3 separate regions of the Zea mays genome follow, and all the other regions are linked to region 3. A link is a contact called in public Hi-C data. All regions are on one chromosome and are shown on one strand. The core of a region is the stretch at or near the end of the contact, and the rest is flanking DNA. Distances in the headings are between cores, read along the strand shown. Region 1 holds the start of LOC103636016 (carbamoyl-phosphate synthase large chain, chloroplastic). Region 2 holds the start of LOC100281394. Region 3 holds the start of LOC100273227 (3'-5' exonuclease domain-containing protein / K homology domain-containing protein / KH domain-containing protein).

Region 1 (2,912 bases), core at 130-2,629, 190 kb after region 3:
AGATAAACAATCATATGATATACTAACCTCCCATTGAACTCAGAGACAATTGTGATATTCAACCATAATTTAAACAACACATTCGAGACAGTTGTGACATTCAACCATAATTTATTTCAAAAAAAACTGCAGTGTGCCAATGCTTTACAACTAATTTATTTAATGGAATATTAAAAATAAAGAAAACACTAAGTAATATTGTATAAATCAGGATGGTGTTGCCACAAATGCCTCATCCGAAACCTATGTCACGACACAATTAAAAAATTAGCAAGACTACATTTACATTAAATTAAGATTAGAAAACAAATATATAAAGCATGCGAACCTGCGTCTAAAAGTCTTTGATTTGAATGTAGGATTAGCTGAGAAATAGTCTTTGTAAAGAAGCGTATGGTGTAGTAGTCTTTCACGATCTACTACGTCATGTCCCACAACAGAACCAATTCGACCCGGATGATTAACCAAATCATCAACGATTATGTGAGCGGCTCCAAAAAACAGATCATTGTCATCATCCGAAGAGGAGGGATCAATCACCTCGTTCATTACAAAATGATTGAATTCTTCATCTGAGTCCATACCGTTGCGGCGACAACTAACCACGACGGTGATGTCCCGTTTGCAGCTTTGCCTTAAGATTTTTGGAGCAAATACGAGCCAAGACAGTAGACGTCCTGATCTGTGCCTGGCTTTCAGCTTCCACGTCGTGCCTTTCAGCATGAAGACTTACAGGTCACGCGCTACAGCTTACATGTCCTGGCTGCCTGGCAGACTAGCTCAACAAATGGAGGCGGCATGATGTACCTGCAACGACGGCGGCCAGGCGTTCTTGTGCCTGCCTCGGCGGCGGCTAGAGTTGCTCGCGACAGCGGCGGATGGAATGACTGTGACGTCGGTGCCGGATTTGACTGCGATGGCGGCTTCGGAAATCAGCTGCAACAATGGAAGGAAACAATATAGTGTCCTGCGATGGCCCTGCAATGGCGGCGTGGGCTTCGGCTCCCGCGAGCAACGTCCAGAGGCTGCGCGAGCAACGTCCAGAGGCCAAATTTTATTGGTTTGTTGAGATTTGAACCAGTCAACATCTATATTTAAAGAGTTTGTTGGATAGATCCTTCCATTTAGTCCTTATCTATTTTTTTTCACAGTCATCTAAACTCTAAATTTAGATATGATATACCTAAGCTGTTGGAGATGCTCTAATAGCAACTCCAACAACACTGCTAAAAGAACCCGGAAAAGTGATTTTAGGGAAAAAGCGAGTTTTTTCTGGTTGCAACAGCTCACCCAATTTTTAGGCATCACATTGGTCGTTGCCTACTGTATATTTGTGTGAGCTGAGATCTCCCCAGTTCCCTATCACGCGTCAGTCGACCTGTTGCCCGCGTCAAATTTTACCCATGCGAATATTTTTTTTTCTAGCGTCAGCTTTGCTAGAGAGTGAGCCACGCTCAACTGTGCTGTTCCATGAGGCAACAAGATATCAATACTGCAAATGTCTGGGACACTTTTGCTGCGCATAGCATACACACAGGCTATTTGAGGTAACCAAATTGAGGACAAAGAAGAAAAGAATTCACGGTTTTGATCCCAAACAATTCCAATTTCTCACGCCAACTGCAAAGATACGTGATTTATTTCAAATTTTTTTTGAGATTAGTTATTAGCGATCTGATGTGGGTTTAGATTTTTTACAGCAGTTCTGATAAAACATTTTGGGAACAAATTTTTTAGTGCTCGCTCGCTGAGTTATCCCCTAATCCGCCGGGCTACTAAAAACCCTACCTTCCTCATCCAGACACTCCCCTTGCCGCCGCCTCCTCTGCCCCTCTCGCGCCGCCATGGCCACCTCGCTCTCCACCCCGTCGCAGCTCCGCACCTCACACTGCCACGCCCGCCGCTACGGCCGCCTCCTCGGCCTCCACCCGCGCGTCTCCTGCGCGCGCTGCCCGGCTCCCCGCCGCGCCGCCGCCCTCTCCGTGCGCGCCAACGCCGCCTCGACTGATGGCGACGCTGCCGTCACGGTGCGCCGCTTCCCGGCCGCGCCGACCAAGGCTGGGCGGCTCGCGGGCGTCAAGAAGATCATGATCCTCGGCGCGGGGCCCATCGTCATCGGTCAGGCGTGCGAGTTCGACTACTCCGGCACGCAGGCGTGCAAAGCGCTTGCCGAGGAGGGCTACGAGGTGGTGCTCGTCAACTCCAACCCGGCAACCATCATGACCGACCCGGGACTCGCCCACCGCACCTACATCGGGCCCATGACGCCGCCGCTCGTCGAGCGCATCATCGACGCCGAGCGCCCCGACGCGCTGCTCCCCACCATGGGCGGCCAGACCGCGCTCAACCTCGCGGTCTCGCTCGCGGACTCGGGCGCGCTCGACCGCCTCGGGGTGCGCCTCATCGGGGCATCCCTCCCCGCCATCCGCGCCGCCGAGGACAGGCAGCTCTTCAAGCAGGCCATGGACCGCATCGGCCTCAAAACGCCGCCCTCCGGCATCGGCACCACGCTTGAGGAGTGCCTCGCCATCGCCGAGGACATCGGGGAGCTACCGCTCATTGTGCGCCCGGCCTTCACTCTCGGGGGCACGGGCGGTGGCATCGCTTACAACAAGGCCGAGTTTGAGGACATCTGCAGGGCCGGCCTCGCCGCGTCGCACACTCAGCAGGTGCTCGTCGAGAAGTCGCTCCTGGGCTGGAAGGAGTACGAGCTGGAGGTCATGCGCGACATGGCTGACAATGTCGTCATCATCTGCTCCATCGAGAACATCGATCCCATGGGAGTGCACACGGGGGACTCCATTACCGTGGCTCCTGCGCAGACACTCACTGACAAGGAGTACCAGAGGCTCAGGGACTACTCGGTGGCCATCATTAGGGAGATTGGTGTGGAGTGTGGTGGTTCCAATGTG
Region 2 (2,794 bases), core at 132-2,631, 240 kb after region 3:
TGCGCCGAAAGTGTGGAGGCAGGCTAGGACAAAATGCCGAGCCGAGCGAGCATTTTCTTTTTCCCTTTCCTTTTAGTTTATAAAATCAAATATATATATATATATATCAGATAAAATTCAGAATATTAAGAACATAATAAAATACATGTTTTCCAAAGAAATTATTTTGAACAACTATTATATTTTATAAAAAACAGTTTCCACACCAAATTAAATCGATAATTTGAATTTGAAAATCAATTCAAACAAAATAAATACTCTAAAATGAATGCATCAAACACTTTGCAAAACTTTATCTACTAAAAATTTATTAACTTTGTTTATAGCCCCATTTTCATTAATTGAAAACATAAACATTGTTCTAACAAAAACCACTAAATTAGGTTATGTTGCTTTAATGTGATGGATTTTGTGTGTTACACATTTATTTTAGTCACCCAACACAATTAGTTTTAGGAACTACTATACATTCCTCTTTAGTTGACTCTAAGGTCCTATCACCTGTGAATTGGGGCTTCGACATCTCGTCCATAGTACTACTTTAGTAGTCGTAGACAGAGCTGCCGCATACGCTCCAAGAAATCACTTAGTTCTTGTTCGATTTATATAGAAACCATGTGGATTAGGTGTATTGAAGTAGATTGTAGAGGATTTTGACTAGCAATGGATTTATTCTGGTGTCAATCCCAATGGATTTAGGAGAGAAAACAAACATGACCTTATTGTTAAAATTATATCCATATAAGTTGAATTTGATAATATATAATTTGAATAAATAGTTGAATAAAATCTCGAATCTAAGGTATCTAGACATCTGTTTCGTGGTCCAAATTTAAGTTCAAAAATAGTAAATATAACATTCGGATTCGATTGTATACGACAGCCAATCATGCCGAGCTGCAAACCTAGGAAGCGCTGGGCCAACCACCATCGAGCCTGACCACAGCATGCGACCATCGCATCTGATGTGTATGCCGCCAGGTGTGTAACCTCTGTGTGTTGTGTCACCCTCTGAATTAGTACAAACAAATTCCTTACAAATCAAACAGAAAACATCAAAATTGCATCGCTTTCTAACCAATTCAATCCTTTTCAAAATCTATAATGGAATCTTAGCGATCGAACCACTGTTAATTCATATGATCTAAATGAATCGTTAATATTATTGGACCGGCCTCGGACTTCTATATTGATTCCCTTGTCCTTGCCCATCCCACACCGCTTTCTACGATTCGACATGGAGAAGGTCCACTACACAGTGTCTGAAAGCACGGCGTATAAACAGTGAGCTTGTATTGTGGTTGTTGCTTGCTGCCACTCTCGCGTCGTCCTTGTTTGTACTATACAGCTGCTCTCAACCTTTCGTTCCGTGGCCCCTCTCGTTTATTCGCCCCTGCCACGACCAGGACCGCGTCGCGCGCTCGCGCCCTTCACGCCCTGCGCTGTGCTTGCCTCGTCGCGGCCACGTCCACCTACCTATACCTCTCTGTCCGACGACCTCATCCCCTTTCCCAAGATCCGAGCCGCGGCGTCTCCAAGTACCTCGCTCGCAGGAGCAGGTTGCAAGGAGCCAGCCACTCCTGCGAGTTTCTGGCGATGGTGGCCGTTGCGGCGGGAAGGCGGGCCGGCGGCGTTGGTGGCCGCCGGCGCTCGGGCTGCGGCCCGGGGCAGGCACAGCAGAAGCTACTAGCGATCGCCGTCGCCGCGCGCTTCGCTGAGGCCGTGGCGCCGCCGTCTGCGGAGGCCTCCCGTGCCGGCTCCGGCGGCTGTTGCGTAGAGCTCCTCGAGTGCCTCCTCGGGGCTCTGAGCGTCAACGCGGCCCCGCCGCCCGCGCAGCACAGGCGGGCCGTGCACTCGATCCGCCGCCGCCGCCCCCGTGGCGGGGGGTCCGCCGACGACCGCCACGCCGACGCTCCCTCGGGCCGCATCGCGGGAAACGGCGCATCCGCATCCGCAGCCGCGTCGCTCTACACCATGCAGGGCAGGAAGGGTGTCAATCAGGACGCCATGGTGGTCTGGGAGGTACAGTTGATACCATCAACAGCATTTCCCGCGTCCAGTAAATAATTTCGTTTTTAGTTTTTTTCCATCTTCCCGAATCCCGATTGCTTGATCTCTGTTCCGCCGATTCGTCTGTGGGATGTGAAAGTGAAACTCGTTTCGCGGATGCTCTAGAAGCATGTTCCGATACAACGGCGCACACGAAACATTTTCATGTTTTGTTGAGCTATGCTTTGGCCAGATGTGTCATGTGTGATGTTAACGTGCAAAAGGACTGCCTGGACTTTTGTGATTTTTAATTAGTCCTTAATGCGTAATGCTTGAGCTGGCGAAGACAACGAAAGATTTAAACTTTGACGCAGGGCATACATGTGTCATCTCCTCGTAGAATACCTGCCTGACCTCCCACCATCTGTCTTAGAATACCAATTTGATTCGTCTTCTCTTCCTCTTTCTTCACATGGATTGCCACTGGATATTGCCGGTATAGTCTTTTACCCAGTACTAGTTTAATCGGAGCTTAGTATTTGCTTTCCTGATGGAGTAACCTGTACGTAGGGAAGGGAGGGACTCCACATTAGTCTCTTCCTTATCCTTAGGCTTCCACATATGGACGATCTTATCTGCTTCGTGTGCTCCTTGAGTTGAACAGTTGACCCCTGCCATTCCCATTTGCTTATGTTCTTCTCATTAAGTTAGTTTGGTACTATCTGTCCACATAAGGCATTCTTGTCTCTTTAGATTTAGATTTTGTTACTTCACGGTTATACTGATTTTGTCTATCTATCTGTTG
Region 3 (2,700 bases), core at 9-2,508:
CATGCCAGCTAAGGTTACTTTTGCTCACCTGCATAATACAGAGAGCACCATTGCGGCAGAGATCAACACCTTCACAGTCAAATCCAATTACCAACTTCTGGGCAGCTGAGGGTTCAAGAAACTCGACTGGGAGTTGACCAGGTTTGGTAACGATATGATAGGAGGGGCATGGTAATTCTGGGTTGTTATCTGCAAGAGAAATCAAGTGATCAATACAAAGCAATTAAAATTGGCTCATTGGTGCACAACTGTAGAAGCAACCCCAATCAAGGGGAAACTATATGGACAAAAACAGTTCCCTGTTCTGAGCAAGATAACCGATCCTAGCAAGCAAAAAACCTACCAACAAAACACACAGGTAGCGATATGCAGCCAATTTCACTGCCAAACTATTAAGTAAATGGATAAAGTGCATCGGAATGGAATCATAAGAACTTGTTCCAGAATTTCTGGCACAATGCAGCTACACAACTAATTCTTCATCAATGCTAAAAAGAGTACTGATGAAGTAGCCAGCACCTATCAGCAAGTAATTATCACAAGATCAGGCACTATGATATTCACAAATTATTTGCATATAAAAATACAGAACTATTGGTGATTGAAGAGAACAAGTATTTCACTTGGAACTATGGGCATTCACTCCAAGTAATTCTGCAATCCCGCCCAAAAAAGACCTAGTCCCTAGAGCAACCCGCACGAAGTTACTAGCTGCGCGATCAAATAAGCATCTGCATACCAACATTACGAGCCCAAAAACCCTAAGATTATACCATGACACAAAACGCTCCAACAAAACACAGCAAGGTAGAAGCTAAAACACAAGTACACAAGGACTAAACGAACTCCCAGAACCCTAAAAGCAGCGGACGCCGATGCGGCACCGTGAGCACAGATGTACGGGCTCGCGCCGCGCGGGCGCAGCACTATGAGCGCGAAACGGTGGGGCGCTTCAAGCGAAACGGAGGGGCCGCTCGGTCATATGCGAAACGGAGCAGCAGGCAGCGGGATCGCAGCGACCTAACGCGCCACGATTTACACCGCGAGTAGAGCAACACTGGGAGAGCCGAGCCACCAGGAGGATGAAGAGAGAGGGGAGAGGCATAGGTAAGTGCCGCACCTGAGGGGTCGTCAGCGTCGGCGGGGTCGAGGGGCTCGGAATGGTGGGAGGCCATCCCGATCCCCTCACGATCGCTCGCAGGGGGAGAGAGGCAGGAGGCGGGCGCACCGGCGACGTTGAGGAACAAGGACGAAAAGGGAACACGAGGGGTGCGCCGTGCGCGGCTGCGCCTACTCGGCTATAGCTAATAGTCGCCGCGCCGGTGCTGCGGAAGTGAGGCGACGGTTACCGCTAGCAGCTGTCGGCTGGGCTTGGGCCTGTTCATTTATTGCGTGAACTCCACTGGCAGCCCAATCTGCGATGATGATGCCCTGATGCTATTGCACTCCCTCAACTAACAATTTACTGTGGTAAGGCTATCCACACTCGTACCATTCTAAATATTCTTTTTTATAGCAAAATTCTTTACCCTATATTATTATATTGACTCTATATCTTAATCATATACCAACTACTATATGTATAATATTATTTTTTCCTATTCTTTTTCTTTTCTTACTCAACTACCTCCTGTTTATTGTACTGATGTTGTACGGCGAGTAGAAGGTTAGTAAACTCTGGGAATAACGTTTCTTGTGCTCGCTCTAATTCTGCATACACGGCTGCAGCATTTACCTACTGCATACAGCATACTGCATATGTAATTGCATGATCATAGCGTTTGTTTTGGCGTTTGTGACTGCGGCTAGCCTAAACTCACTTTTTCTTTCGAACTCCATAATCAGATATCTGACTCACAAGACCATTCAAATTACTTCCTGCTATAGTTTCATAGTTTCAAGTAGTTTTAAAAACGGTTTTGTCTCTTTCTTATTTTTAGTTAAATCTAGTAAATACTTGATATAAGACTATTAAAACATAGAAAACATCTCTATATTTCTAAAAATTTTGAAAAAAAAAATCCTAGAGCAGAAGCTTTCAAAAAATAGAACTATATTCCAAACATCCAAAAAAGTTTCAAACATTATAATCGATGCCTCAGCGTGTTTTGAAAACTTTTCACAAAACATTTTGACTAAACTTATTTAATTTTGGCAAAGTTTATAGAAAATACATCAAAATGTATAATGTCTGTTGACGGGAAAAGGTGGCCAAGATATGTGAAGGACTTTATAACTACGTTCCTAATGTCATAACAATCTAGAAAAAATATTTGGATCGTCACATTTAAATTCCGCTCGACAAAAGGAAGGTTTTAGGTTGTCTCCAGCAACGTCCTCTATATCTATCCTCTATATCTATCTCAGTCTCCTTTAAAAGATTTCATCCTTTATATATCCTTTCTCTTCAACAACATACTCTAAATCATGTCATCTATACACAAATACGTATATTAGAGATATTTTTATTTTTTATTTTTTACATATGTATTTTTCATACTCTCAAATGTATTGTACATATTTTAGTTTTGCTAAACCGGTTATTTAAAGTATTCAAATAGATAGAGGCCCGTTTAGAGAAACTCTATATATATAGAATCTAGCAGCGTCCTCTAAATTTAGAGGACCATTTAGAGGACGTTGCTGGAGAGCATGGTTTTCTATATTTAGAGTAGAGGAGGTTTTAGAGACTATTGCTTA

The links. A called contact is a pair of places that touch in the nucleus more often than the background predicts.
Region 1: a Hi-C map of leaf shows a contact between it and region 3, with 3 times the contacts expected there. The contact joins the promoter of LOC103636016 here to the promoter of LOC100273227 in region 3. A contact is called at or near these places in 12 of 25 Hi-C or Micro-C datasets (bundle sheath, ear, endosperm and 4 more) and 2 of 3 datasets of contacts at active chromatin or transcription factors (leaf and seedling).
Region 2: a contact with region 3 is called in a Hi-C map of bundle sheath, with 2.0 times the contacts expected there. The contact joins the promoter of LOC100281394 here to the promoter of LOC100273227 in region 3. A contact is called at or near these places in 3 of 25 Hi-C or Micro-C datasets (bundle sheath, ear and leaf).

What each region holds. Positions count from the first base shown.
Region 1 is chr8:142,158,337-142,161,248 of Zm-B73-REFERENCE-NAM-5.0, forward strand. It overlaps LOC103636016 (carbamoyl-phosphate synthase large chain, chloroplastic), which reads left to right and starts at 1,380. Exons shown (of 3, transcript XM_008658380.4): 1 at 1,380-2,912. The coding sequence starts at 1,845.
Region 2 is chr8:142,210,810-142,213,603 of Zm-B73-REFERENCE-NAM-5.0, forward strand. It overlaps LOC100281394, which reads left to right and starts at 1,382. Exons shown (of 5, transcript NM_001367351.1): 1 at 1,382-2,022. The coding sequence starts at 1,597.
Region 3 is chr8:141,968,631-141,971,330 of Zm-B73-REFERENCE-NAM-5.0, forward strand. It overlaps LOC100273227 (3'-5' exonuclease domain-containing protein / K homology domain-containing protein / KH domain-containing protein), which reads right to left and starts at 1,259. Exons shown (of 10, transcript NM_001147669.1): 1 at 1,121-1,259; 2 at 29-189. The coding sequence starts at 1,175.